Linked DNA regions of Mus musculus: region 1 is linked to region 2. The links are chromatin contacts, called in public Micro-C maps. All regions are on one chromosome and are shown on one strand. Each heading gives the region's core, a stretch centred on a gene start, on an enhancer-like site or on the middle of the called end of the contact. The rest is flanking DNA. Distances are from core to core; before and after follow the strand shown. Region 1 holds the start of Rcor3 (REST corepressor 3). Region 2 has its middle 17 kb from the start of Gm39742.

Region 1 (6,734 bases), core at 3,054-5,553, 190 kb before region 2:
CCTGCTTTCTGACCTGCTTGAGTTCCAGTCCTGACTTCCTTGGTGATGAACAGCAGTATGGAAGTGTACGCTGAATAAACCCTTTCCTCACCAACTTGCTTCTTGGTCATGATGTTTGTGCAGGAATAGAAACCCTGACTAAGACAAACTCTCTTAAGTGTTCTTGGTGTCTTCCAATTAATCTTTCATCAAGCCATTTCAGAAAAGTGTCTACTTACTTGAAACTTAAGTGTCAAGTTCTTTATATTTATAAGCAGTACTAAGGCCTGTTTTTCTCACTGTTAACTATATATTCCATCTCCGTCAATAATTCTAACAAGTATATTTAATATTGGGAGAAAAAGTAATAATTTCCCTCTATGACTTGGTTCAACTTAATGCCTCCTTTTTAAAAGAAATCTTTTTATGTGGATGAGAGTTTTGCCTTCATATATGCATGTGCACTGCCTATGTCTTATCCCTTTGCAGGCCAGAAGAGGGAGGGCATTAGATCCTCTGCAACTGAAGTTACAGATGGTGGTGAGCGGCCGCATGAGTACTAAAAATTGAACCTGGATCTTCTGAAAGTTCAGCCAGTGCTCTTAATTGCTGAGCCATATCTCCAGCCCAGGACTTAATACATCTGTATCTACTGTATCTTGATATATAAAATGTGGGCTGCACCAAAGAGGACTTGACAGTCAAAAGCTTAACTTCAAAGTAAATATAGTCAGATATTATTCCCTTTATATCTCCGTGGTTTTTAGTACTTTATTCTAGAGAGCCATCCTCTGGGTGCAAAATTACAGTAGCTGTGTCACCCACAGTGACAGTGGTTTAAGGCTGAGTCAGATGTCTGACAGGTAGAGAATCTCGTAAGGCCTTTGGAACAGGCAGTGAAAAGCCCTTGTCTTTGGGCCTGCTATACCCAGTGAGAAGCAGTGCAGCCTGTTATGACCGATTCCTGACGCCAACATCAAATCTTTAAGTGCATGAGACTGGGGTTTGGCTCTCAGCAAGGCAAATAGACTTTTTGTTTTTTTTAAGAACTGTAACTGCTGAGAGAAGAGAAGGCTGTGATGTGCATCCCAAGTTCTGAGAGCCACAAATTTGGCCTGCATTGAAATAAAATAAGTTTTTCTGATAAATCAAAATTAATGGAATAAAAGCAAGACACCACTGAGTGAGTCCTGTGTGGGGACATAGGTAATGGCGGTGTGTCTGCATGTGTGCTCAAAGGTCACAGTTGGAAGCAGTTCATTATGCATGCCAAGGCCTCCAGAATAACTCTTTCTTGGTGTTATATAGTGCCATCTCCTTGGTTTCTTCTAGAGGAGCTGACTCAATTTCCTGAATGAACCCTTCCATACTGGAAAGACATGAAGACTCAGGAAGCTCCGCTGTTCTCAACCTTCCTGATGTTTTGACCTTTTGATACAGTTACATGTTGTAGTGACCCCCAACCATGAAATTATTTCTTTGCTACTTTGTTGGGTTTTTTGTTTTGTTTTGTTTTGTTTTGTTTTTGAGACAGGGTTTCTCTGTATAGCCCTGGCTGTCCTGGAACTCACTTTGTAGACCAGGCTGGCCTTGAACTCAGAAATCTGCCTGCCTCTGCCTCCTGAGTGCTGCTGGGATTAAAGGCCTGTGCCACCACCCAGCTCCTCTGCTACTTTCTAACTGTAATTTTGCTACTGTTATGAGTTGTAATGTAAATGTATTTTTTGAAGGTCTTAGGCAACTCCTGTGAAAGGGTTTGTTCAGTGATTCCCCAGGGGTTGCAATCCTCAGGTTGAGAACTGTTGCTCAAGACTGTCTTGGCTGTCCTTAACCTCTACATTTTCCCTAGACTCAGCTATACAATTTATACACAATCTGCTGGCTTTCCTTAGGATTAGAATACGCCCATGGATCCCTATGCCGGGAGGGAATCTGGTCATTGTATAAGCATTCAGCCTTCTGTTTCTCAAGAACATTATTTTCCTAGAGTCCTTGGGTATCTTCTCCAAGACTCATTGCTAGATAGAAGTCATCCCAAAAGATAACTGATCTTGATCCCTTGGCCTTCTAAACGTTGTCTTATTTGAAACAAAGTTTCTCCTGTATCCTTGCTTCTGGAATTCACATGATATCAAAGAGAAGCCCAGGCAACATACAACTTAGCTAATCCCCGACCTTTGCCTTATGTTTGGTCTTTGTAACTCTTGAGAAAACCTTAAAATGGAGTTAATTTAAATACTCAACAGACCAGTAGTGCCCCCCCCCCTTCAACCCATCTCAAGAGATATTATTAACCCCTAAAGCTCTCTTCTCCGCCCAGGGGCTTTCCTCCTCTCCAAACAGAAGTAGACATTCTTCCAGATTTCTACCTAGGGCTTTTCTGTTCTGTAATGTCTTATCTGGGAAGAGACCATTTTAAGGTCCACTACAATCACCCTTCTCAACCAGGCAAGTTTAGAGTGCTTTCCTTTTCTTAAAAGCAAAACAGAAATTTGTTTTCCTTAAACACACACACACACATCCCTTCACGCCAAAATCCTTCCCCAAAGGTGAATGCAGTCTTTGGTCTAAATATTCCAGTAGAATCATTTTACTGCCAAGATTCTACTAATCAAAATAGTCCCAAAAGCCCTTGAAACTTTTGATCCCTAATCTAGACGCAGATTCTTTTCTACAGAAAAGTGAATCAGCACTATTTCAGAGTTAAAAAGTGTATCTATTAAGAGGCCTCTATTTTGTTTTGTGGTTTTTTTTTTTCTTGAATTTTCTTTTTATAGGCTCTAGCTTTTGTACTCCAGGATCAAAGGAGCTGATGTGACAGGGCTGAGATGAGTCGTGTTCATTAGAGGTTGGAATGTAAAAAATAAAATATCATTTCAGTTGTCCATAACATTTCTCCTTGCAGAAAATAAAAATCAGACTTAAAATATCCTTCAGCAATGTGTTTTTTAAAAAAAGGAACCGATGCTAGGTGTGGTGGTGCAGCTCTTTACTCCCAGCACTCAGAAGACAGAGGCAAGCGGATCTCTGTGAGTTCCAGGACAGCCAGAAGTACACATAGAAATCCTGTCTCAAAAAATAAAACGGGAGGGGAGGTTGAGTTGTGGTTCAAAAATTAATGGACACATATAGAGCTAAAAATCAACTATTTCCAGTACCAGTACTGTTTCTCCACCCGGACAAAATACTCCCTCCTTTAGACAGATGACCGGCCTAATTCTTGTATCCCAGAGTTTTCTTGGCTGAATTCTTGAGTAGGTCTGTTATTTCTCAGTAACAGAATTCCAAAGAACAGTTTTAACCTTCAAGGTAATTTTACTGTTACCCCCAAATTCTGCAGGACACACATCTGTATATTAAGCAACTCCCCCCCCCCTTTACTCCTGAGACACAAATCGTCCTCCTTGCCCAGACAGTATGTCATAAGCAAATATCCTTAAATCTGGGGAAGAAATACAGTCCAGCCAATCTTCAACTGGGTGCAAACTGCCAGAAGGCAGCTGGCCTCACCTTTCTCTGCAGCAGCAGCACCTCTCTGCAGAGCACTTCTCTCTCCACCCTCTCCAGAATTGCTCTGAGCCACCACCCCAGGCAGTGTCGACCCAGATAGCACTGGCCCGGGGAAGGTAGAGTTCGGTTATTTATTTCCCCACTCGTGGCATTCGCTTCTTAGACAGCAAAAGGGAAAGAGCCAAGTGGAAATACTGCCCTTTCAGTCCCTCTCGGACCTCACAGCAGAGAGGAGCTGCCTCGCCAGGTCTTTAGGGCCGGTCTCATTCCGGAGTGAACCGATCCTGCCTCCAACCGGAGGACCCAGCTCCTACCCCGGGGCGCACCTCGCGGGAGCAGCTCCTGTCTGAGGCCGCCAACCCCTGCCCGCGTCACCGGAGCTGCTCCGGTCCAAGGCCGCCATCCTCATAGCTCCTGTCAAAGGCCGCCATCCCCGCCGCTCCTCACCGGAGCAGCTCCTGAGACCGCCATCCCGGGTTCCCGGTCACGGGAGCAGCTCCCGCCCCGCGGCCCCGCCTCAGCAGGCCAAATTCCTTCAGCTGAGACAGGGCAGAGGCCGCCTCCCCGCCCTCCATGCCGCCTCCGGGGCCTCCACATCGTCTCCCGGCCCTCGAGCGCCCGGGAACCGGCCGGCTGGGGACGCGCGGGGTCCCGGCCCTCTGGTCTCTCCGCCCCGCGGCCGGAACCTCCCTAGGGCGGAGTGATCGCGGCCGCCCAGTGAGGAGCGCGCGGCCACGAGGGGCGCTCGGCCGGGTGGCACGGCGCGGGGCGGCGGCGGCGGGGGAGGGGAGGGAGGCGGGGCCGGGGCGGGCCGGTGTGGGGCGACTGCGCTACGGCTCGACCGGGGCGGTGATGGCGGCTCCATATTAACACCTCCTCCTCCTCCTCCGCGCTCCCGCCCGCGCCCGCCAGCCGTCTCCCCCTTCCCTGACGCCACCTCTCCCCCTCCTCTACCATGCCCGGCATGATGGAGAAAGGGCCCGAGTTACTGGGGAAGAGCCGATCGGCCAACGGCGGCGCCAAGAGCCCGGCGGGAGGCGGCGGCTCCTCGGCCAACGGCGGGCTGCACTTCTCGGAGCCCGAGAGCGGCTGCAGCAGCGACGACGAGCACGGGGGTACCTCGCCGCGCTCCCCGCCCCCGCCCGTCCGCCCGGCCCCCTTCCCCGCGCCCTCCTCCCCCTCGGAGCCGAGCCGCGGCCGCCGGAACTCCCGGTGCCGCCGCAGCCCGCGACCCGCGCCTCCCCGCCCCCACCCGGCCACGGCCTCGCCCGCGCTCCCGCGGCTGGAGAGTCTCTGCCTTGCCCTTCCCCTCTCCTCTCCTTATTTATTACCATTTTACCATATATCTTGGCATTGCTTTGCAGATGTTGGGATGAGAGTCGGAGCTGAATACCAAGCTCGGATCCCTGAATTCGATCCAGGTAGATATATTTGCTCACAGGAAAACCCCATCTCTCTCTCTCTTTTTTTTTCCCCCAGGCTTGCTCTGGGGTGGCCGGCGTCGGGATGGGAGGGAGTTACGTGGTGTTGAGTGTGGGGCGCACCAGGAGAGGCCAGGGCAGGGCAGGGCAGGGCAGGGCATCGCGGGCGGGGAGGCTGGCAGGCTCGGCTGGGCAGTGACACAGGGCGTGGGGGTAGATGTGTGCATGGCAAGGTGAACATGGTTCCCTCCCGCGGCACTTGCACGCTGGTGGCTTCGCACGGAGGTCGCGGGTCCGAGGCCCGGGGCGTGGGGACTGCAAAACCAAGGGCTGCAGGAGAGGGCGTGCGATCTGTGTGTGCATGAACCTACCCCAGGTCAGATGCCACTCCGACCCGCCCTGGGAACCCGGGGCTCAGCCAGGCTCCGCAGGGCCACGCTTGGCAACCGCCTGCTGTCATTAGCCCGAGCCAAGGGCGAGCCCTGCGACCCCGGCGCACACGGGATCCTGGTTTTTCTTTCTGCCGAGGCGGTGTGGACCTGGGCGGGGAAACGCCCGTGCCCGACACCGCCCCGGTCGCCCCCAACCCCTCCCCGCGCGCCGACCCAGCCCGGGGAAGCCAGACCACAGGACAGCGGCAGCAGCTGCCAAGGAGACATTTTCTCCGGAACAGCCAGGTTCCAGCGCCCTCCGCCAGCGCAGCTTGCGGGCTCCCTCTCTACTTTTCTCCAAACAGGCTCCCCGGCTGTCACGGGATGTCAGGCTGCTCAGGGATTGGGCGAGAGTTCCGCATATGGAGGCGCCCTTGCTGGAGCCTCTGGGCCTGGAGTGCTCGGCTGCTCTAACCCAGCCAGACTTGCCACTGGGTGGGCTCTGCCCTTCCCTGCCTGAACTGCCCTCCCACTTTTCCTGCAGTCAGTTTTTGTCTAGAGCTCATTCTTAACCGCACTGCCCGAGTCCGACGCTGGAGTTGTAGTTGGTGTTGCAGAGGACTCACTTGTAATTTCACAAGGAAAGCAGTCATGTCCGTTTAGTTTAGGTATGCTAGGGGGCTTCCATCCTTCTCCCCATTAGGACTTACCAAGTAGGTAGTATCCCCTCTCTGAAAGGAGAAGGGTAACCGTTACAAGCATAATTAGGACAGTTTCCTTCAGTACATGATACCAGAGTGCTCATCAGATTTGGGGGTTACCTTCAAAGCGACACAGCTGTTGGGATATTTTATTAGAAGACTATCGGTGTGTGCCGTGGTGGGCTTCTTGTAGTCGTATTTTTCTTGTTGGCATAGCTAGCTAGTAGGTGGGTTCCTTCACTTTATGGCTGTGCTTCAGGGCTTAGTTTGACATCGGAAAGAAGACATGTTCACTGAAGGATAGGCTGCATTTAATTCCCAGCTCTCTTGTTTTTGTCTTCTGAGCAAGTCACTGGCCTTCTCTGAGCTTCAATTTTCCTAGCTGTAAAAAACCATTGCATGGAATTCTTGCCAGGATTAAATGACTAGGCATATGGCAGTTACTCAGTAAAGATTAGATTTCATAATTATGAAGAACGATTTGGAGCTCTCGTTGCTACTCAATTTTTTAAAATATTGCTGAAGTCATTTCCCGATGGAACCCAGCAGCCGAATTATGTCATAAGCACACCTATCTTTTGCCCCATTAGGTAGATCTCGGTCAATATTTGTCTCCTAGCTATGTGCAGTTGGTTAGGGGCTTGTATGTGTTTTAGCATTTGTCATTTTAAAATACAGTTCATGCAACAATTTTAAACTAGGAAAAATAGTTAATCTATTTAGGTGGTCTTAGGTGACATTGTTTGGTTAAC
Region 2 (6,595 bases), core at 442-2,941:
CTGGGAAGACAGCATGGCAGCCTGGCCCTCCACAGCCACTGCAGTCTAACTGTCCCCCACTTCGCATCATTTGCTTTGAAGTCAACCTGGCAATTTGTAGGCTGGGAGACTTCACACCATGAACCCCAGTTCTGGGGCCCTACTCCTGTTCTGAGACCTTCCCTCACCCCTGAACCAGAAATCTGGTCTTTTCTTTTTAAATATTTTTATTAGATTTATTTATTTATTATATGTGAGTACACTGTAGCTGTCTTCAGACACTCCAGAAGAGGGTGTCAGATCTCATTACAGATGGTTGTGAGCCACCATGTGGTTGCTGGGATTTGAACTCAGGACCTTTGGAAGAGCAGTCAGTGCTCTTAACCGCTGAGCCTTCTCTCCAGCCCCTGGTCCTCTTTTTCTTAAGATTGTTAGACACATTGCTTCTTTTCTCTGAGCCTGGGTCTTCATTGGTTAAATAAAAACAAAAGAGCCATCATGTCTGAGCCTCCAGTCTTAGTGGGCTGTCAGTCAACCTGGGAGGTGGGCAGGAGTTGGAGGGTTGTGAGCTCCACAGGCAGGAGCGCTGAGATGTAAAGATTGATGGCTGGAGACTCAGGTCCAGCAGACTACACCCGTGTGCAGCTCTGTCACCTAGGTGAGTGTGAGGCGGTCATGAACGAGAACAGCAAGGAGAGCTTAGAGAGGCAACGGAGGTGCTAAGAGGGCATCAGGTGTTGCTAGTGCTTTTTTACCTCACCCGTCACGTGAGGCTCTGGGGATACAGAGTGTGAAGCAGTAAGCAACACGGACTAGAAGGAAGACTCTTGGGTTTCTGACTGGAAACAGTTGGAACAAACCAAGCATGGTTAATATCTTTAAGAGGTGTTTAAACAAAAGGCACTTGGTGGGAAAGTTGCTTCAGGATCCCGAGTTTCACAGCAAGAGGTCAGGCAAAGCAGAGACAAAGGAGAGGACTGGAGAGGAGAGCCCGGAGTCCTCCCCTAGAGGGACAGGAGAGCCTCCTGACTGTTGTTCATCTTTAGCTGCAGTGGGGAGGTCCTGGAGGATGTAACGCCACAACAAATGTTCAGCAGGCACTGAGCACAAACACACCAGCACGCCTCCCCATGCCTTATTCCATCAGTTTAGATAGAAGTGGGAACAGAACCGAGCAGTGGAGGCGCACGCCTTTAATCCCAGCACTTGGGTGGCAGAGGCAGGCAGATTTCTGAGTTCAAGACGAGCCTGGTCTACAGAGTGAGTTCCAGAACAGCCAGAGGTATACAGAGAAACCCGGTCTCGAGAGGAGGAGGTGGGGGAGAGGGAGGGGAGGAGGAGGAGAAGGAGAAGGAAGAAAGAAGAAGAAGAAAAAAGTGGGAACAGGCTCTCCAGACCTAGACACACTTCCTTCTCTGGTCCAGGGCCTGCCTTCCAGGTCATAGAACTGCACTCTCATCTCTGCTGGGTCCCTTGAGTGGTGTGGGCTCTGGGAGCAGGGCAAGTAAATCCACTTGGAGGGTGAGACTCCTCAACCCCACCCTTTAGCCATGCGCCCCCAGCTGGGCTAGAGGCAATGCCAATTGTGTGTATATGTACACAGCTTTTACCTCTTCCCCCACTCTGGGGAGGCAGATAAGAAACACCAGTGCTGGGGGGGGGGGTGTCCTACAGCCAGAAAGGAGGGAAGTCTAGGTTGGAAAACAGTCTGAAGTCCAAAGTCCTGGTCCGTTTGTAGGGACCATACTTATCATAAACAAACAAATAGCAACTGAGTCCTGACACCAGCTTGAATTTTAGATAAACAAGGAATACTTTTAAAGAATCTATGGCCCCGAAATATCGTACAGGAAGTTAATAATAAAAACAACACCTTATTTGTCTGATAATGTATGTCTAGGCGGTGCCTTACATTTCTCACGTTTCTCCCGGCAGTCCTGCATCTCAGCTACTCTGTGATTCTACTGTCCCTAAGACCTCAAACCTCCTGAACTATTGGGAAAACCAGAAGCCAAGGCTAAAGGGAGCTGTAAATGTTCCCACCGGCTCCTGGCTCAAGCAGAGACTTGACTTGAAGGTCAGCTGGCCTTTCCTTTTCCAGGAATTAGGCAAAGGGATCTTCCCCTGGGGGCTGATTTCACCAGGACACAGATGCGACCCTCCTCCGCCCAAGTACACCCTGGTAGGAGGAGCAGCCTCAAGGCCAAGAAGTCCCCACCCAGAATCAGCTTCCTCCACCACACCCTAGTACTGAGAAACCCCCACCACCCCCCAAGCTCATGCCCCAAGGCACTCTGGGCCTTTCCGCACGCTGTTATTTGGATACAGAGCCTGCCTCGAACACCCTGGCTGGACCTACCGGGCAGAGCACAGGGTTCCAGGTCTCAGACACACAGGGCAGTTTTTTTTTTTTTAAAGTATATCTCAGATATTACAATTTTCACTGGGTCCAAGGAGTTACCTCAGCTGCTGTTAGCGACTAGAGAGTGTGGACTGTCACGTCCTCACAGACACTGCTGGCCTCTGGGGCACAGGGTGGGAAGGGAAAGAGAGTGAGCTGTGGTCTTCAAACCTGTTCTCTTGTGTCCAGCTTACAGACACAAGGCCAGTGGCCCAGCCCGCTCCTCAGCCTGCCCTGGCCACCTGCAAGCCCCCAAGGGACTGGAGCACCACAAAGACTTCACCCTCCATCCTCACACTACCTCTAAACTGTGACCCCGCCCCCATCTTCTCCCAACATTAGCTCTCCCCGTGAGACCCACAGATGGGCCACAGAGGCTCCATGACGGTTGCTCAGGTCTAGACACATTTGTTCAGACTGCTTCCAGAGGGATTGTGGGAAACTGACCAGGGAGGTCAGCAGTGACCCAGGAAGGTAGGGCAGGGACTGCAGGGAGTTCGGGATCCCTCCCTGGCCTGTGAAGAATACTGTCTTCTGCTGCGAAAGCTCCTCCACACCGCGGCAGGAGTCCTAGGCCTGGCCCAGGCTTGTGCTCAGTAGATGCCTACCAAAACCAATGGGGAGTCTTAGTACGTCTACCTCCCTACTGAGATGTAGAGGTCACAGTACAATGTCACTGAACTTTGCCTCCTTTTCACCAGGTCTCAGATACTTGACAAAGTCCGTGTGCTCCTGGTACCCGGCTCACTTCTCTGGGCACCCACCGTATGAGTTCTTGCCTTCAGCCATTGCCCAGGTGGCTTAGACCTTGGTGTCAAGGCCTTTGAACTGGGTGGGCATGCACCCAGGTCTGGGGCAGGCATTACAGAAATAGTTTCATCATTTCGCTCATTAGAGTCCCTATCTTAGAGCCTAGACTAACACTGAGTAGAGCTGTTCCTCCTCCTGTAGGCTGAAGGTTACTGTGCTCCATAGCTATTAGACCTGACTCCCTGCTTCCTTCCTAGGGTGGGTCTTTCTCATGGATGACCACAGAAATAGAAGCAAGGCTTCATCAGGTCGGTCCCTCTGGCTACACTCACACCACACTGCCCGAGGGACTATGCCTCACTTAACATGTCTCCACATGAGTGACCACAAACTCAGACCCCACTCGAATACACAGTTTCTGCACTCACACCCACGTTCATCTCACACCTGCTTACATTCTCCCACCCATCACACACCCATACCCTTACCTGACACACTCCCTCTCTACAGAAGGGGTAAAGCAGCTAGCTCATAGACTTTTGTAGTCCCCTGCTGTCCCCAGATCAGGAGCCTGTGAGCAGCGGGTGCCCCATGCATTGAACACTCTCTTCTAGCCTGGTATACAGAAGCCTGGCAGGCAGGCAAGAGGGCAGTGACTTCTGGGATAGTGAGGACTACCTCGAGAGACCCCAACCAAAGGAATAACAACAAACCTTTTCTCCTTAACCTTTAGAAAGTTAGCACCAGGTCGGGCAGTGGTGGCGCACGCCTTTAATCCCAGCAGTCCTGAGGCAGAGGCAGGTGGATTTCTGAGTTCGAGGCCAGCCTGGTCTACAGAGTTAGTTCCAGGACAGCCAGAGCTATACAGAGAAACCCTGTCTCGACAAACAAACAAAAAATAATAAAATAAAAAATAAATAAAATAGAAAGTTAGCACCATCCCCTTCTCAACTCCTACATCCTTTTAATTCCTCAATAATCTCATGGCAAATAGAGCCCCACAGCTCATCAACACCCCCAAAGTTCCAGAGCTAAGGAGGGCCACCGTAAGCAGGCTGGACAGGACACAAGATTTCTCATGCCCGCCATCTCTAACTGCGTCTGGGTTTGTGAGGCTGGAAACCCTCCAGGGAGTATGAAGGGACCTTGGAGCATGAAGGAACCTTGTGCTCAGAGGTGTGGATATCTTGGCATCCAGACACATTTGTGGGGTCTGGGCCTGAGCTGTTCACATCTGACCTCCAAAACCTTGTCCAGCAGTGTGCCCTGCCCACTGGCCTCAGTTTGGGGTCTTACTCAGCTCTCATCCATTCCCCTGCCTCTGCCTAGGACTCTCTCTGATTCTGCAGGTCTTTGTAAGCCTTCCTGGTACCCACCTCTTAGACCTGTCGGCTCCCTAAGTGGCTTTGCTGAAGTCCTTGTCTTGCCTGACAGCTTATGACAGGCAGGGCCTTTCAGAAATCCCTTCTGAGAAGCCATGCTCAGATGGCAGAGGGCAGGTCGGGGAGGTAAAACAGCTCACCTAAGTGAAAGAGGAGTATGGTGGGGGGGGGGTGGTGTCTGAAGTGTGAGCAGAGAGAGAACAAAGCTGGGGTGGCAAGGACAGGATGGTTTCCCTCCCGGAGGAAGTGACAAACTTCCTGCACTGTGATAATGTCTGTGCCAGGAGCTAAGGGGCAGAGATCGTCCTTCGGTCTCCCCAGGAGAATCCTCAGAGATGAGGGGCTTTTGTTTTATTTTGAGACAGTGGTCTCTCTATATCGCCCTGGCTGACCCCGAACTCAGAGGCCAACTGCCTCTGCTTCCCAAGTGCTGGGATTAAAGGCATGTGCCACTATGCCCAGCTAGGGATGAGTGTCTTTACTGAGGTGAGGAAGACACCCACATGACCCTTTACAGGATGGCCCATGGCCAAGGGGGTGCACCCCACTCCCAGTGTACAGGTGTGTGCCTCCTCAGCACAGCACCAAAGCAGGGTGAACCTACCTTGCCTGCCTCACTCTAGAAGACCGAGTTCAGCAGGCATGGAAGTCAGGTGGGAAGGGCCCAGGGTTAGCAAACCCATTGTGCCCTCTCTGTTCACTTAGAACATTGACCATTGTGCACTTGACCCACATTCCTTTCCTTTCCATGGGTCCTCATCCCTAACCACTGCCCAGCACACTCCAGTGTGTACTGCTGTCTTCCTCCAAGGGACCTGCCTGTCTTTACCTCTGTGGTAAAAACAGAGCTTATTCACTCTTCCGGTCAGCCCAGGTGCTTGCCGCCTGTGAAGCCTGTCAAGTCCTGGCCTGATGAGTCTAGCCTGTTGCTAGTTCTTGGAAGTGCCCCCTGCCTGCTGCTACACTGTGCACGGACAAGAGTGTCTCCTGTATGCTTCTTCCTGGGATGCAAACAAGCCTCATTGCTCCGACTTTTACCACAATCTTGGTTTTTTGAGACAGGGTTTCTCTGTATAGCCCTGGCTGTCCTGGAGCTCACTTTGTAGACCAGGCTGGCCTCGAACTCAGAAATCCCCCTGCCTCTGCCTCCCGAGTGCTCTGGATTAAAGGCATGAGCCACCACACCTGGCTCCACCATCTTATTTTTAATCATCATCACTGTTGGGTGAGTCCTCCCACAGACAGTGTTGGCTGCCACACGCTGCTTCCTGCACACAGCTTACAGGATACCTGTTGGGCATGGTTGTGTGGGTACCTTGTTTCTCTTTGCTATCCCTGTCTGGACAACCTGGTTGGCCCTATGACTCAGCTGTTGTGAGCAGAGCTCAGGTAACACTGACACACAAGTGTCTCTGATACCTTGGCTTGTAGTCTTGGGGTAAACACCAACTCCCCCTTTCATCTCAAAGTGGAGGGATGCAGGCAGAGGACAGCAAAGGCAGCAGGCAGGGGTTCTGCAACTGAAAGACCCCCGACGTGGGTAGTCAATCAATCTGAGGAGACCCTCTCAAGGACCAGCGAGACCACGATTCGGATGCAAACAGCAAGAGGCTTTATTGGGAACACGGGTACCCGGGCGACGCAGTCTATCGGAGGACTGGCGCGCCGAGTGTGGAGTTTTTACCCTTTTTATAGGGCTGGGGCTGGGGAGCAAAAAGCGCGGTTACAGAAGCGAGAAGCGAGCTGGTTGGTTAGTTCGAATAAGGCTTGGGGTATTTCTCGGTCATTTGGGGAAACTGAGGTGGGACTTTTTAGTTCTAAACAATGTCTATTTTCAAGAAATGGGTATGGGAGGGGTACGAGGAAAGGGTCTAATGAAGGTTCAACAATGGGCACACACCTGGTCAGAACATTGGCAGACACACAGGTTTAAGGAGTGGCCAGAGCACTGTGCACCTCTATTTTTCTAAATCAGTGAAGCTAGTTCTGCTAACACTGACGTCTGAGAGCCATCTGTTCTTGGCCCTGAGCCGGGGCCCAGGTGCTTGACCACCGATATTTGGCCCCTGTCTCAGTATTATTC

Evidence for each region. Hi-C and Micro-C count contacts between places; a contact is called where the count stands out from the background.
Region 1: a contact with region 2 is called in a Micro-C map of embryonic stem cells, with 2.3 times the contacts expected there. The contact joins the promoter of Rcor3 here to the enhancer-like site in region 2. A contact is called at or near these places in 23 of 39 promoter capture datasets (the 3T3-L1 cell line, 3T3-L1-derived adipocytes, the C10 cell line and 16 more), 2 of 484 Hi-C or Micro-C datasets (the HPC-7 cell line and embryonic stem cells), 7 of 115 datasets of contacts at active chromatin or transcription factors (the SCID.adh cell line, effector CD8 T cells, embryonic stem cells and 4 more) and 3 of 9 other capture datasets (adipose tissue, liver and pancreatic islet).

Annotation. Positions count from the first base shown.
Region 1 is chr1:192,135,609-192,142,342 of GRCm38.p6, reverse strand. Rcor3 (REST corepressor 3) reads left to right here and starts at 4,303. Exons shown (of 12, transcript NM_001346740.1): 1 at 4,303-4,604; 2 at 4,854-4,910. The coding sequence starts at 4,445. It overlaps Gm10516 (predicted gene 10516), which reads right to left and starts at 5,445. Exons shown (of 4, transcript NR_033536.1): 1 at 5,282-5,445.
Region 2 is chr1:191,942,032-191,948,626 of GRCm38.p6, reverse strand. No RefSeq gene overlaps it. Among named protein-coding and RNA genes, the nearest start is that of Gm39742, 17 kb to the right of the region's middle. Within about 2 kb of position 1,691, at least 25 of the 459 cell types and tissues checked have an H3K27ac peak or open chromatin away from gene starts, as enhancers often do. A contact at or near this core is called in adipose tissue, embryonic stem cells, liver and 1 more, where this site is marked.